Regions from separate parts of the Sus scrofa genome. Here region 1 is linked to region 2. The links are chromatin contacts, called in public HiChIP or PLAC-seq maps. All regions are on one chromosome and are shown on one strand. The core of a region is the stretch at or near the end of the contact, and the rest is flanking DNA. Distances in the headings are between cores, read along the strand shown.

Region 1 (4,304 bases), core at 1,421-3,920, 470 kb after region 2:
TATTTAATCTACCTTCTTTAGAGGGAAACCCTGGGGAATGGGAGAGGTGTCAGGGAACCAGATCCTTTTTACAAATAAATATTTCTTTAAGAAAAGGTCTCCTTGAGATTTTACTATTTTGTCTGCACACATAGAAGGAAATGAAATAATCTTTAAAAGGGGAAATGAATCACCTTTATTTCTGTTGGAAGATGCTTTACTTACAGGTCACCAAGGGTTAAATAGGGAGGTGGGATTTCATGCTTTTATCCTCTCAAATGTTTCTAGTGGACAAAGGGACTAATAAACTGTGCTGTTCTTGGTAGTCTGTGGTCAACCTTGGTTGAACATAACAGACAAATTGATTTCAGTATTTTTAAAGCAGAAGTTAGGTTTCCTACCCTCCACACCCTTCCTGCTTTAGTTTCCTAATAAGGATGTTTTGAAAAATACCAGCCATCATCTCATAGGACAGGGATTTTACTAAAGATTTTACCAAATAGCTTGTGGGATTAGATGTCCTTTAGTGGGAGTGTCACTGATAATCTTTAGAAGGACAAGAACAATTTTGTTCACTGTCATTCCCCAGTCACAGTTACACCCATCCAAGAAATATGCATTGAGTATGTGTGCCATGCCAGGCAGTATGTTAAGTATTTAAAACCTAATGATACCTCTTGTACTCTTGGAGTTTATATTGATATGGTTAATAAAGGCAACCTTTAGGTAGGGCTTGCTGTGGAACAGTGCTTTACCTGATTAAATCCTCAGTGCAGAGTTCCCTTTGTGGCTCAGCAGGATAGGAACCTGACAGAGTGTCTGTGAGGATGTGAGTTTGATCCCTGGCCTTTCTCACTGGGTTAAGGATCCAGCATTTCTGCAAGCCGGGGGTAGGTCATGGATGTGGGTCGGATCTGGCCTGGCTGTGGCTGTGGTGTAGGTCGGCAGCTGCAGCTCTGATTCAAGAGCTAGCCCAGGAACTTGCGCATGCTGCAGGTGTAGCCATAAAAAGAAAAAGAAAAAAGAAAGGAAAAAAAAAAAAAAAGAATCCTCAGTGCAACACTGCAAGGTAATTTTAATATTCTTATTTTACAAATGAGGAAACTGAGGCTTAGTAGTTTGCCCAGGGTCATCCAACTGGTGTGTAAAGGAGCCAGAATCTGAAGCCAAGTCTTTTTTATTTTAAAGCTCATGTTCTTCTATTTGAATAGCTGAAAAAAAAAAAAAAGTCCACAAAGCAATTTCACATATAGTGTTTTATCTCATCTTCTGTTATCTCACCCAGTGAGGACACTCATTTTTGAACTGAAAGGTAATTATTCTCAGCTTGAGAGGTTGATGGGAAAAAAAAAATCACTAATTAATTGCATCATCTTGAGGATATATCTTATTATCAGCTTGCCTTACTTGGTGCAGTTTTTTCATGAACATATGTTTTGGGATAAAACATTCATAAAATGCAAATTTTAGTTTAATTACAGTAGAAGAACTTAGCTGTTTTAAGGAAGTCTGTATTGAATACATTTTAAACAAATAAAATAGTTTGTAATGCAAATAATTGCACTCTAATTTCCTTGTATAAACATGCTTTCTCAGGCTTCATTTGTTTAAAATGTTTGGCTGATAGTAGCTCAGGAAAGCTGGGGCCTGTCTGCGTATTGTTCCTTTTCTTTAACTATGTAAATTGTCTTTAATGTTTAAAAGTGCACTGAATTATCATAGTATAACCCTCCAAAAAGACATGTAGTAAAACAGAAGGGCAGTATTTAAAATGGAAATGTGTAAGCAGAAGTCAGGGGAGTCTAATGTTAACAAGAAACTTGGAGCTCAAATTAGAGAAATTGAAGGCCATCTGAAATTTTTTTTTTTCCCAGTTGGTAAACTGATCATTATTTCCACCAACGTTTATTGAACACCTGCTGGGTGACAGGTTCTCCTCAGGCACTGGGGATAAAATAATGTTTCAGAACAAGATCCCTGCCAGCCAGAACCGATGGCCTAGCAAGTAAGTGAGAATAGGGACTTGTGGATGAGGCAGCCAATCGATTAAAAGCCAAAGCCCCTGAGACTTGATGTACAGGAGACAGAGCTACCCTGATACTCGGGGCCGGGGTGGGGGGGGAGGAGAATAGTAAAGAACAAGAGATGAGACACTGGAAAACAAGGGGGCACATTACAGGGAGTGAAGGGCATATCCAGTAGGAAGGGCTAAGTCCCCATTGGATTGTATTTCACAAACCAGGTCAGAATAGCATTTGCATAATGCTTTACATATTCAAAATTAAAAAATTTCCAAACTACTTTCCCATGTGTCAAATCAACCTTGGTGATAATGGAGAAGAAGGCTCTATTTTTAGCTTCATCGTGCTGATGAGCAGACTGATGGTAGGGCAGCTTAATGACTTTCCAGAGAACACAGAGTGTGTTTTAGAGCTGGATTTGAACTTGAATCCACTGACTCCAGGTTCAGAGCTCTTGCCGCCGTTCTGAGACAGCACTCACTGGGGAGAAGGGCTGGTGCAGACCCTCAACAAACCACGTGTGCTGCCAAAGGAAGAGCTTGAGAGACACATGCTGACCTCAGGCGAGAGAGGCACAGATTTCAATCATGTTGAGGACAACAGACGGTTTTGTGGTGCAATATGATCTGTGTGTACACTTCCTACCACAACGAAGCACAGCGGGAGCTGTTGCTTAATTCTTTGCTGGTTTTGTTCTACTTAAACTGTGGATTAACACCAGGTTTTATAGATGCCTGAGACAGACCCAGCCCTTAAACTAAACAGTGACTGCCTGCATTCTCTGTGCATCAAATATGAGGCTGACTTTATTTAGGGCTCAGAGCTCACTAAAAGAGAACCTGTAGACGTAAATGCAATTCATCTACCTATTTTGTTGTCTTTTTTTTTTTTTTTTTTGCTATTTCTTGGGCCGCTCCAGCAGCATGTGGAGGTTCTCAGGCTAGGGGTCCAATCGGAGCTGTAGCCACCGGCCTACACCAGAGCCACAGCAACGAGGGATCTGAGCCGCATCTGCAACCTACACCACAGCTCACGGCAACGCCGGATCCTTAACCCACTGAGCAAGGGCAGGGACCGAACCCGCAACCTCATGGTTCCTAGTCGGATTTGTTAACCACTGCACCACGACGGGAACTCCCATCTACCTATTTTGTATTAAGGATAGATTTGACATTTAAAATTTTCCTTGAAATCAGAAGACAGGATGGAGGAGACCAATATAGTGTCGACAAAGCAAAGACAGCTGACCGTGAAGCTGTAGCACCACCTGCAAAAAAGTTTTAGTCGAATTACATTTTTTAGACTTAATTTGCTCCAAGGATATTTTGTAATGTTGAGGAAACTTGTATTTTCCATCTCAAGGTCTAATAAATCTGTGCCCCTGACTGTAAGTAGAATAAAGACAGAGGAAGTGCTTTATATGGGATGAATTTCGCATGAGACCATCAGAGCCGAAAGATGCATTTTCCCAGTTGAAAGAGTGTCCAGCTCATATGGATGTTTACCCCTTCTCTCCCACGATGGATCATCTTAGCTTTGAGTTCGTAATGAGACATTGTTTAAAATCTACGTGCTTTACATATGCATTCCTGGAGTGGCTTATGTTATGGTTTTGCTTGTTCATTGGAAGGCTTACTTTAGGAAGTCATGTTGATGCCATGCCTGTAGTTTACACTGTCTTTTGAATCCACCAGCCTGGACAGCTACAAGCTATTGCATGTATGTAACTTTTAGGCACTCACGTATATGTACATCTATGCCTTTCTGCTGGTGCAGCAGAGACATCTTCAGTCAGGGGACAAGAAATGGAAATGAAATGTAAAAGGCTTAAAAATCCATCCAGAAATCTGCATGGTGGTCCCCAGGCAACGTCAAATTCACATCCATGCCCAAGTTTCCTCTTTGGACAGATCCTACCTTTTCGGTTTTTCTTGGTTTTCATTGTAACTAGAAGTCAATTTTGAAAAGAATTTACTTTAGAGATCTGAGAAGGCAAAAGTATCCCATGGTGTAATTTTTTTCCCTAGAATCTCACTCTCTCCTAGAGACTTATCAAAGATAAGAAAATTTATCCAGCATACAGTTATTGAACATTTGGTCTTTTTGTAACATAAGGCGTGAATGCAGTATTGTTCATGTCGAGACATCTCTTCAGCAAAGTACCAAGGAGAATGTGGAGAAAAGCTGACTTGGAGTACTGTGTTCACAAAATCTCTTTTTCTTATTTTAAGGCCAAGATCTTCAAAGTCAGGTAATACTTGGAAATGAGATCTGAGTAGATTGAAGCTGATCAGGAATCCTGTA
Region 2 (4,444 bases), core at 1,435-3,934:
ACAAAGCTTAAGGCATTTAGCCTGTATTACACTTTATACTCAGTTTATACAAATTATAACTAAGTTGACTCCACCAAAAAGATGATAGTTTCATTCAATTTGGTTAACACTCTCCAGTTTTAAATGATAGAATGAGAATGTGCAGGGTTCAGTTAGTAGATCAGTTGAAAGTGGAAATGCATTTCGAATGCTTTGAAAAATGAATATGCAAGGGGGAAATCGCTCGTGTTGATCAGGGAAAAGCTTTGCCACTTCTTCAGCTGGGCCTTGGACAGCAGCGAGTGCACATAAATTAGGAGGTGCAGAATAAAGTACCAGATTTTACCTTTTCCAAAGCATTCCTCGGAAGCGTTCTTTTGCTCTCTTTTCCCAGGATGACCTTTCTGCTGTGTGCTTGGCTTTTGATTGTCCCATGTCAGTAGCTCCTTAATCTCTGTTCCCCTCAAAGCTCCCCCAGTGTAACCTGGCCTCATCTTCTCCTGTTGCTCTCTTCCTCCACCACCCCTTTCTTGTAGTTCAGTGAAAATCCAAGGTTAGATAGAGCGAAAAGCAGGCAGGCCCGGCCCGGGAGGATCCGGGAGCCGCAAAGGAGGGTGCGGCCAGCCCACTGAAAGCCCTACTGGAATCTAAGAGACTGCCTGCCCCAGAACCGTCCCCCCGTCCAGTGAGGGGCAGACAGCCAGCAGGCAGCTGTATTACAGAAACACTTTCTCACTAGAATGTCTCTGGTAGGAATGCTTTCAAAGGAAGGGGGATTGACAGCTCTTTGGTCAGGGACCGAAGAGAGGTTTCTCTTGGGTTTGTTCCAAGGGTAGATTATAAGCCACCTCAGCACTGCAAAGACGCTCTTCCCAGAATAGCTGGTTCACAGGTACAGTGGCTTGCCATCACTGAGCTTCCCTGTTGCCCTCTGCAGAAACCGTGCCCACCGCTGGAGCACACTGACTATTGAAAGAACAAGTTGAGGAGTTCCCGTCGTGGCGCAGTGGTTAACGAATCCAACTAGGAACCATGAGGTTGCGGGTTCGGTCCCTGCCCTTGCTCAGTGGGTTAACGATCTGGCGTTGCCGTGAGCTGTGGTGTAGGTTGCAGACGCGGCTCAGATCCTGCGTTGCTGTGGCTCTGGCGTAGGCCGGTGGCTACAGCTCCGATTCAACCCCTAGCCTGGGAACCTCCATATGCCGCGGGAGCGGCCCAAGAAATAGCAACAACAACAACAACAAAAAAGACAAAAAGACCAAAAAAAAAAAAAAAAAAGGAAAGAACAAGTTGAACCTGAATCGGTAAAAGATACTCCCTTTTACTAAGGGAAATTGATTTATGAACCTACACGCTCCTAATGGTCCATATAATCAGCCCATACTGTTTCACTCCATTGCCAGAGAGGAGCAGGGCCTGAAATCCTATTAAAGAGGAGAGAATCCTGTAATGAGACAGCGTAGCCTCCTGGCAAAGAGTACACAGACCTGCCTGAGTATGTGTCTCTGTTCTGCCATCGGTTCCACGAGGACCTTGAGAAAGTCAAGATCCTCCCCTGTAAAACTGGGATAGAACCATTCGTTTGTGGGGTCTACCACCAACGTGCCTGGCACAAACTACTCTTGAAATGCAGCTGCTGCATTTCTACTATTGCTGCCTGTGTCTTCTTGGGGCTAGTTACGTGTTAGCAATAGAGGAACGTTAGGTCAGCCTCTGAAGCTGTCCAACCCCATCATGCCAGGTGTGATGGTCTGAATATTTGTGTCCCCTCGGAATTCACCTGTTGAAACCTAATCGCCAATGTGATGCTTTGGGGAGATGGGTGGGGCCTCTGGGCGGTGGCTAAGTCCTGATGGTGCAGCCTTCACCAATGGAATTAGGGCCCTTAAGAAAGAGACCCTGGAGAGCTCCGGGCTGGGCCCTTCTGCCGTGGGAGTCATCTGTGCACCAGGGAGCGGGCCCTTTCCAGACGCCGAATCTGTTGACACCTTGGTCTTGGACATCCCAGTCTCCAGAACTGTAGGAAAGAAAGTGCTGTTTATAAGCTACCTTAGTGTATGGTGGGTGGTGTGTTACAGCCGCCCAGACAGACCAGGACACCAAACCTAAAGGGAACCATTCAACGACCCGGGCAGTAAGGTCTTGAGACAGGATGCGGCTATTCCACGGAGGTTGGCCTTGACCTCCAGGACCCTGACTGTGTACTCCCTCCCTTTTCACTCTGCTCACACTAGCACTAAACTTTTCATATGCAGAATTCAAGCTTTTGTGTATCTTCATGCCACTAGCACTTCAAAGAATCATATGATAGAGTTCTCCTTTCTGTCCCACCCCCCTCCCCCGGGAGACTATGAAATTATGTGACTCGGGTTAAGGGTTAAGGATCCGGTGTTGCCATGAGCTGTGGTGTAGGTTGCAGACACTGCTCGGATCCCGCTTTGCTGTGGCTCTGGTGTAGGCCGGCGGCTACAGCTCCAATTCGACCCCTAGCCTGGGAAGCTCCATATGCTGCGGAAGCAGCCCAAGAAATGGCAAAAAGAAAAAAAAAAAAAAAGAAATTGCGTGACTTCAGCTAGAGGCAGGGAATGTTTTCTGATTATTTCCTGCGACAGCAGCTGGTCGAGGCGTCTCATAGGAGAGCCCTGTGCGGAAGCCCCAGCCTGGGAGAGCACACGTCCTCCAAACTCCACCCAACTCCTGCCACAGGGCGGGGCGGGACAGTCACCAGATCAGAGGAGATGCTGGGACTTGGCGGACCCCTGCGCACACCAGTGTCGACTGGGGAAAGAAAAAAATCACAGCCTAAAAGTTGAAAGTTACGTTTTATTCACTGGACATTCTGAGGATTTCTGGCCCAGGACACAGCATCTCATATAAGACTGAGAAACTGTTCTGAAGAAGTGAAGGGGGTGAGGGTGGAGTGGGGCCAGGATATATAGGAGGTCTTGTAACAAAAAGCCAGTTGGTTGGAACATCAAAAGATTATTGTTAAAGAAAACCGGACATTTCAGGTGAAGGAGTTGAGCAGTTTTCTATGTATGGGAGGGAAGATGCAGAGTGGGCTCAGGGAAACCAGTCCTTTGGCATGTGCCTCGGCCACCTGGGGTCAGTATCCTGTGTTTTCTCATCCAGAGGCTCCTCAGGGTCACTGTGAAGGGGGCTGTAGCATTCTCTTTCCGTCCAGAGTTCCCTCGGGGCTCCCCGGGGGCTGTAATGTGATGGCTCGCTGGCTGCAGCATCTGTTGTTTCCTGATACTGCGGGCGAAATTATAGTTCACACCGGCATGTGCTTCATGCTCAGAGGGCCTGCGAAGGTTCTCACCCACCAGCCGGGCTGCCTGGGCAAGAGAGGAATCTTGAATGGGAACTCTGAAACCCTTTTTTGGTTTCTGGGATCAACATTTTTTCTTAAGAGTCTGTTATTTGAAATGTGCTCATTTGACTTTCAAACACACCTTCAACAACGCATTATGTGTTCAAGTGTCATCCTGCTCGCATACCTACCGCATAGCATAGGTGCTGTTGCTCCTGCTTGGATGTCACCTTGGACAAGTGCAGGACGGGGCTGGTAACTCCTTATGCATCATTGGTGGAATGAGACGGCCGATTTGGGAACCGGCTTCTGCATTCCCCATGCATAGTGGGAACCTGATTAAAGGAGTGCTGTGTGCTTCATTTGATAAGAACAGAAATGAACTCCTAAGAAGATGTCCTGCAAGTCCAAGCTCTGAGAGATTTGAAAGCAAACTGCTGAAGAGTAGAGGTAGGACTAAGTTCAATTGTGGGTAAGGCCGTCAGCCAGGGGCTTGGGGTTCTCACGGGTCGGCCTGCGGGGAAGAAGACAAAGAGTCGACGGTGAGGATTTTCCTTAGGCGTGAGGACTGAACTTTCGTACCCTTGACCAAGGGGGTGCCCCTGCCCCAGATAACTCTCTTCTCCCCTGGCAGAGGACCTGAGCTCTCGCCTGACTTCTACAGAAATCTGAAACCTTTGCCTTGGAAACGGGGTGGAAAGCCAATTCTTGTGGAACTGTTAACACCTTGCAAGGATGTGTGAAAATCCTATTATTGGGGGGAAAAAATCCCATTATGGAAATACCCTGAAGAAGTCTCCCTGTGATTCTCTGGCACTGGGGGTGTGGGACATGGGCGAAGTGACAGGAGTTGAGGCAATTGAAATTTGGGGATTGTAGTTCCTACATTAGGGTCCACAAATTTTAGAGAGTAGTTTCTTAAGAAATGGTAAATTGCGCGTTTGGGGGAAGAAAGAGCATTCAAGCTCACAGAGGGAAGAGTTTTTTTCCTCAAAAATTTATCTTCAGCCGGCATCCATGAAATAGAGGGCATGCTGAGGGGTATCTGTCACGCTCGCTTCTTCCGTTGTCCCGTTTTGCTGTTGAACCGTATGCCATCTCGCGCCCTGCTGGCATAGGGCCTTGTGAGGAGCGAACATGTGTTGTTTGCCA

The links. HiChIP or PLAC-seq counts read pairs in DNA pulled down with a chosen protein or histone mark.
Region 1: a contact with region 2 is called in an H3K27ac HiChIP or PLAC-seq map of alveolar macrophages. The contact joins two enhancer-like sites. A contact is called at or near these places in 1 of 47 Hi-C or Micro-C datasets (embryonic fibroblasts) and 1 of 2 datasets of contacts at active chromatin or transcription factors (alveolar macrophages).

The regions. Positions count from the first base shown.
Region 1 is chr18:26,079,616-26,083,919 of Sscrofa11.1, forward strand. All of the region lies in intron 5 of TSPAN12 (tetraspanin 12), which reads left to right. Among named protein-coding and RNA genes, the nearest start is that of TSPAN12, 35 kb to the left of the region's middle. Within about 2 kb of position 2,671, at least 3 of the 83 cell types and tissues checked have an H3K27ac peak or open chromatin away from gene starts, as enhancers often do. A contact at or near this core is called in alveolar macrophages, where this site is marked.
Region 2 is chr18:25,612,132-25,616,575 of Sscrofa11.1, forward strand. No RefSeq gene overlaps it. Among named protein-coding and RNA genes, the nearest start is that of WNT16, 19 kb to the right of the region's middle. Within about 2 kb of position 2,685, at least 2 of the 83 cell types and tissues checked have an H3K27ac peak or open chromatin away from gene starts, as enhancers often do. A contact at or near this core is called in alveolar macrophages, where this site is marked.